2 separate regions of the Mus musculus genome follow, and region 2 is linked to region 1. A link is a contact called in public HiChIP or PLAC-seq data. All regions are on one chromosome and are shown on one strand. Each heading gives the region's core, a stretch centred on a gene start, on an enhancer-like site or on the middle of the called end of the contact. The rest is flanking DNA. Distances are from core to core; before and after follow the strand shown. Region 1 has its middle 38 kb from the start of n-TGccc3. Region 2 holds the start of Pnrc1 (proline-rich nuclear receptor coactivator 1).

What was found. HiChIP or PLAC-seq counts read pairs in DNA pulled down with a chosen protein or histone mark.
Region 2: an H3K4me3 HiChIP or PLAC-seq map of bone marrow-derived macrophages shows a contact between it and region 1, with 4 times the contacts expected there. The contact joins the promoter of Pnrc1 here to the enhancer-like site in region 1. A contact is called at or near these places in 3 of 484 Hi-C or Micro-C datasets (CD4 T cells, muscle stem cells and regulatory T cells), 5 of 115 datasets of contacts at active chromatin or transcription factors (bone marrow-derived macrophages, double positive thymocytes, embryonic stem cells and 2 more) and 2 of 9 other capture datasets (adipose tissue and liver).

The regions. Positions count from the first base shown.
Region 1 is chr4:32,266,470-32,269,981 of GRCm38.p6, forward strand. It overlaps a transcript of Bach2 not described here. Among named protein-coding and RNA genes, the nearest start is that of n-TGccc3, 38 kb to the left of the region's middle. Within about 2 kb of position 1,747, at least 12 of the 459 cell types and tissues checked have an H3K27ac peak or open chromatin away from gene starts, as enhancers often do. A contact at or near this core is called in bone marrow-derived macrophages and regulatory T cells, where this site is marked.
Region 2 is chr4:33,246,670-33,250,039 of GRCm38.p6, forward strand. Pnrc1 (proline-rich nuclear receptor coactivator 1) reads right to left here and starts at 2,118. Exons shown (of 2, transcript NM_001033225.2): 1 at 1,279-2,118. The coding sequence starts at 1,728.

The DNA.
Region 1 (3,512 bases), core at 497-2,996:
TTACTTCCAGTCAGTGGCTGTGTTTGCTAGTGCATTAAAGTGGGCCAGCTGGCCAGTCACTCATCAGCAGTGAGGTGTATCCCAGAGTCTGAAACTCTATTTTATTTTTTTCTTTCCTTTTCCTTTTTTTTTCTCTTTTACAACTCAGTGGCCATGGACATTTCTAATTTTAAATTCCTGTTTTGCATATCAAGTTTATAAGCTATGACTTTTAGGATAATTTTTGTACTTTGTCCTGTAAACAGATTTTAAAAGCATTGAATGTAAAATGCATGTGAAGTTTCTTGTGTATCAAAGGCTCGCCTTTCCTCTCCCTGACTTAATGGGCTCCTGTTTCCAATTTGTGTTAGAGCTCTGTGTGAAACATGAACTCTAGTTTATGCAAGTCCTAAGAGGGAGCGCAAGTGTGTGTGGGGATAACAGCCCTTGAGCAGCCTTTGTGGCAGGCCTCTGTTGAGTCCTGGAGTCATTCTCCAGCAAGGCCAAGTGCTCACTTTGCACGTGGAAATTGCAGATGTCACTACTTGAACTTGCCACCAGTGCGCGCATGTAATATCTGTTGGCAGCATAATAGTTTTTGGCTACTCCTTGAGAATCCCACCCGCATCCCCTCTGTTTGTTTGTTTCAGAGCAGGGGATTGAGTCCCAGAGCCTAGCACATTCCAGATAACAGCCACTGTTACTGAGAGCTACAGCCGGATCTGACCGTTCTGATTTTAAGAAACAAATTTTCTCATGTAAAACTCAAGTTGGGAGGTTGGGCTCATTCATTTTTTATTCTTTCAGCAAGTAAACATTAAGTGCCAACTTTGTGTCCGTGCTGTTCAGAGAGGGACAAGAGAAGGCTGCTACTCTGGAATTGTGTGGTAGAGTCCATGAACAGATACAGATAGGAAACAAAAACCCCTTGACTATCCTAGGGTAGTGACGTGAGGGTGGGGTGCTCCATCAGAGGTGAGATGGCTAGTAAGATATCACTGAATGAATGAATCCCATCTGAACAGCGAAAGGATGTATAGGAGACTCACCCAGTTGGAAAAGGCTGGTAGAAAAGGCATTCGTGGGGCAAAAGGCCCTCACAAAGCCACAGAAACAGAAAACATACACGTGTTACAGTGTGTGGATTTCTGATGGTCTGTGTCACTAGAGCTTGGGCCCACAGGAAAGTCCCAAAGACATTAGCCTAAAACTTTATCATTTCAAAGTCATTGTCTTTTACGTTGTATTCAGTGGGGGACTATTTCAGGGTTTTTCTTTTAGCAAAACATCTAGATATTTATCTGTTGGTCATCATCAGGTCCTTTATATGTAGACCCATCATTATCATTAAATGTGTGATGGAAAATCATATTGCAAGTTAGAAAGTACTGGAAGTTAAAACTCTTCCCGTCTTTGGAAGTTTGATAAGCAGGAGACAGAACTGTGTTTTTGTTTTTGTTTTGTTTTGTTTTTTGTTTTTATTTCAGGACCTTTTAACAAAGAAGTTCCATGGTTACATGTGTGCTTAGAAATAGTATCATTGCAACAGGAAGAGGAACTAGAATCCAGAGCCAGAGGGGCAATCACTCTGCTCCTTTATAAGTTCATGGAGAAGCAATGGCTACAGGGATGCAGACTAAAGCCACATGAAACTGGTCCCAAGGACCAGTTGAACAGAGTCCTCAAATGTGATTGGCCCAACACAGACATCAACAGAGAGGAAATGACTGAGAACAGTGTCCAGATCTCTGGGGAAACTTCATGGGTGATATCACCAGGATATGGGTGTACAGTAGGTCATGAGATTGGGGTGTGAGATTGATGTGGGTGGTAGAACAGAGATTAGTGATAAAAGTGCTAGGAAGAGGACATTTAGTGACTGAGACAGAGAAGCCTTCCAAGGAGTTGTGTGAAGGGAAGAGGAAAACTCGGGGTGGAGTATGCCAACATTCAGGGTAGGAGAGTCTAAAGATGGGGGTGTTCAGGAAGGCTTGTGTCACAGAGGCCAAGCATTCCATCCTGGATTTGCCAAGTTAATAAGTTGAATAGAACTGTCATGAGCAGTTGGTGAGGAGTAGGAAATTAGAAGGAAGATCTTCCATTTATACTGTGTGGGAAAAGAAAGCAAAATGGGCAGGGATTTTTGTTTTTTGTTTTTTTAATGTTGGTTTTTGAAGTTGAAATTTTGAGCATGTATGCACTGTAAAGGAGAGAGACTACCAACGAGGAAGAAGACAAATTAGTGGAATGATGTCTGTAATAAATTAAATCTGAGGGCATATTTGCTCGAACACTCATGAGGTCAATCAGAGGAAGAAAGGATCTATCCAGATTTACAAAGATGAGAAGAGAAGGCAAGTGAGGTTTGAAAGCTGGATATGTGATTGGATGAGAGATCCATGGAATGTATGTTCTGGATAGTCAAGGGATACATTCAACTAATACATTCAGGTCTCCTTAGAAGCACAGTGGAGGGATGAAACTGTTACCCTACCACAGTCACACTGCACAGGTTTTTAAGACCACACTCAGCCTCTAGACTCTCCAAGTTGATAATGGAACACAATAGGAGCTTTTATTGCTGACTCATTGCTGTGGGATACATGACTTTTCCAGTGAGTTGTGTTGGCTCAAGACTTCCCCGTGGCCCCACCAGATCATTCTTAGAACAGTATTGAAATCCATTTCCTTTTCTTTCTGTGCTCTTAGGAACAGTGGGCAGGACCTCCTGCAGTCTCTAGCTTTCATCCTTGAGAAATTTTACACTTACAATCTTTTCTTAGTGCCTGTATGTTTATAGACCTAACCTAACATGAAGAACTTAGTCAAAACGTGTGGATTCGTAAGAGAATGCTAGCTGCCATGCAGGTAGCCCTTCCACCTTTACAGAAAGCAAGGAGAACAATGTTGAGTGAGCTGCTGTAGCTCTTTGGACAAAATGCACCTGGTGAACATATACAGAATTTTCTGTTTTCAGCAGCAGACTTCGAGTCCCCAGTAGTGAGCACAGAGCTATTTCTAGTGTAGGCTTTATGTTAGGCTGTAAAACAAATGTTAATATATTTAAGAAAATAAAAGTTAGACTTAGTATTATTTCTGACTACAAGGGTATGAAACTAGGAATTAATAATGGAAAGAACCTTAGAAAATACACAACATGCCCCCCCCAAACAACCCACTGATAGAGAAGAACTCAGAAAGGAAACTTGAGAATATCTTGAGGAGAATGACAGCAGAAGTGTAGACTTTGAAGCTGCAGGATAGATGCTCCACAAGGAGTGATTACACCAACACAGGCCTGCGTTCAAGACAGAGAAAGCCCAAATAAACAATCTGAAATTTCAGCTAAACGAATAAGAGAAAGAAAAATGAAGCCTAAAAATAAGTGGGAGGAAATAATAATAATCAGAGTGCAATAAAAGCCAGGAAACCCATAGAAGTAACCATACCAATAGTTTTATTTAAAAAATAAAATAAAATGGAACAATCCTTACCTAACCTAGGAAAAAAGTAAGAGAGAATATTCAAAAATT
Region 2 (3,370 bases), core at 868-3,367, 980 kb after region 1:
TATGTTGCTATTGAATTGATGCTGTTAATTATAGCATATATCAAACTTACATTCAGAAAAATATCACTTAAAAAAAACTCAATGTCCATCTTTTCTAACTGTAAACAACAGTAAGGAACAAGTGTCCTCTATAGGTTAGAAAAAAAGTTCCCGTCTGCCTTTCAGATTCAGCAACTTCATGGACGACCTTCTAAGCTCAGCCAAAAGGTCTGTAAGGCAGAAGCAGAAAGGTAAATTCCAGGCCAGCCGGGGCTACAGCCCGAATCCTAACAGGCCACAAACTTTTGCACTGTAGTAACTTTCCCAGCATAATCTACAGAAATGTGCACCAAATGAAAACACCCTTAGATCACTGCCCCTCTGATGCTTGCATGATATAGTAAGGACACAAAAACTGAGACCCAAGTACAAGGTCATACTGTCTTTCCCGTTCAAAACTGCCTCTGAAAAATAGAATCTTCTCCAATGTACAGTGAGTTCTAAGCTAATGCAAGTGCCTGTCTGAAAAACTAAAAACCAAACCAAACCAAACAAAAAACCACTTCAGGATCTAAATTCTTATTCCTCTTCATGGGCACATCTTGATCAAGTACAATTTCAGTACAATGGCTGCTTTTCGTGTCACTACCAACAAAGAATTCTTCAAGCTGTATGAAAAAGGTGGTTTCGGCTTTTGTTTTTCATGCTAAGACAACTCTCAAATCCTTTAGCCTCGACAAAACTGTATCCCAGTTATCCAGATCCGTTAACCGAGGAGTCCATTTTATAACTTCTAAAAACTCATTCAGGGCGCTGCTTAGAAGCCCCCTCCAGCGAGGCAAGCTCGTGCCGGCCTGCACAGGGCCCGGGACACCTTCGCGTCGGGCATCAGACGGAGACTCCTGCCAACTTCCCAACAGCAGTCCGACTCAGCGGATCTGGCTGTGCGTGGGTCCCGCCCGCCCGGTGCCCCACTGGGCACCGCGCCTGCGCCTGCGCCTCCGCCCCCACCCAGCACCGCCTTCATGAGCGCCCCAGAGCGCTGCACGTAGCGGGCTGACGTCAGCCCTCCGCAGGTCCCTGAGCCCCGAACGCCGAAACCCCCTGGAGCGCCGCCAAGCTTCTAAATGCAGGCTGTTGCTGGGCCGTAGCCGCCGCTCCCATTGGCTGGCTCCGGAGCCAATGGGCGGCGCCAGCGCAGCCGCCCAGCCCCCCTCCCGCTTCCGCCCCACCACTCGAGCGAGCGTCACGGAAACTTCCCTCCCGAGTAAACAGCCGCCCCGCCCCCACCGGCCCTACCTCCTTCGCGAGTGGGGGCTGTCTGTGGAGCAGGGCAGTGGCCGCCAGACCTCGCTCCTCCTGCGCGACGATTGGCCCCGGCGCCGGGCTGCGACCACCCTCCAGGCTCGGCCGGTGCTGCTGGAACTGGTGGAAGCGGCTGGGCAGCTGCCCGGCCGGGCTGGCCCGCACCTTTTTCTTCCGCCGCTTCTTGGGCGCCGCCCGCGGGGCAGCCGCCGGGGCCAAGGTGCAGCCGGACGGCGCGGTGGTGCGAGGCGCGGGCGCCAGGCACGGCCCGTCCCCCCCGAGGAAGTGCGGCAGGAAGAGGGTGGGTGGCAGCGCGCGCGGGTCCGGAAGGCGCGGCAAGGGCGGCGGGGCCGGGTTCACCATCGGGAGGGCCCCGAGGAACCCGAGCGGCGCTAAGCGGCCGCTCAGAGCGAGATCTCGCTGTGGGACGGAGACGACGGTCATGGCGCGGGGACTCGGCAGAAAGGCGGGGAGCAGGAGTCACGGGGCGGCGGCGGAGGCTGCTGCTGGAAGGTTCGGAGCAAGGACCATGACTCGGGCGAGGCGGCGCAGCAACAAATAGCGCTGGCCACCGCGGCCAGTGTTGTTACCCGAGGCCCCGCCCCGTGCCCGCCCACCTCCCTGCGGCGGCCCAATCCGCGTGCGCCTGCCAGGCCACTCCCTCGGTCCCGCCTCCGCGCCCCGAGGCAAGACACAAACAAGCAGCCTGCTGCAGCCCTTCACAAAGAGCGCACGTTGCGCAGGCGCGCCCAACGGGCTCTTACCGAGAGTGTCCCGTGAACAATGAAGTTCGACTTCTGCCTCACCTCCCTGGCAGCGATCCTTTGGGGTAGCCTGGGGGTGGGGCAGGGGAGGAGGAGGAGAGAGGCGGTGGAGGAACTAGGAAGCTTCTGACCTCCAGAAAGGACTGCTTTGTAGGTTTTCGATTTCAGCCCTACATAAAAATTTTAAGAGATTTCGGAGAACACTAAGGATTTATTTCACTAAGGATTTACAGCACTGGTGAAGATCTGCCTCCATTTAACCTACAGTGAAATTTGGCTATGTGGTTTCTCATTCGGTTTTCCGACGCTGCCAATTAACCCTGGTGGTGAAAATAAAAAAGGGTTTACTGAAGGATTCTTCAGCTCATCAGAAGTACTCTATAATGCCGAAAATGGGCCTTTAATTTTTTACTGCCTTTATAGCTAAAGATCTCTGGGAGTCTCTTGAGATCTCACATTGCCCCTGAAACTTGATGCTGCTGCCAACCAATTGGCCTTTGTCCCACCCAGAGAAAACAGCTCTGCTACAGTTGCTAGCTAACTGGGTTAACAGAATTCTCTACTCACAGTTTAATACAGAAAAGAACTGTAGACACCAGTTACCAAATAGGACCTCAGAACCAATTTCTGTAATTCATCTTGTTTGAAACATACTTCTTTAATGATTGGGGCTTTATTTATTTAGTTTCCTCTTTTTTCTTTCTTCGAGATGGCGTTACTCTTTGTGTAGCCCAGGCTGTACTCTGTACTCGATCTGTAGACCAGGCTGGCCTCGAACACAGAGATACACCAGTCTCTGCCTCCCTAGTGCTGGGATTAAAGGCCCATGTCACCATTGTCCAATAATTTTTTTTTAATCATTTTACAGTAAGGCATACAAGAGACTAAAGAATTAGACACAAATCATTAAAAAATTAACAGAAGAATCTGAACTCTGGTCTAGGTATGGCAAGGTCAAGACCTGTAACACTAGCTCCTGGAGAGGCAGAAGTAGAGGATGGGAAATTTCTAGTGTAGGGAATTTAATGAGACTCTGCCTCATAATAAAAAGAGCAGGGCATCTAGATGGATCAGTGAGTAATTAAAATGCTTGCTATATAAGCCTAGCAGCCTGAGTCCCATCCCTGTAAGCCACCTAAAAATGAAAGACAGCCAAAACCACAAAGTGGCCCTCTGACTTCCAAACACATTCTGCCGCAAACCTGCTTCCACTACACACACACACACACACACACACACACATAGACACACACACACTGTGAGGAGAACAGAAGATGGGAATGAGCTAGGAGGTTAGAGGCAGGGAATAGTTCCATTGTCTT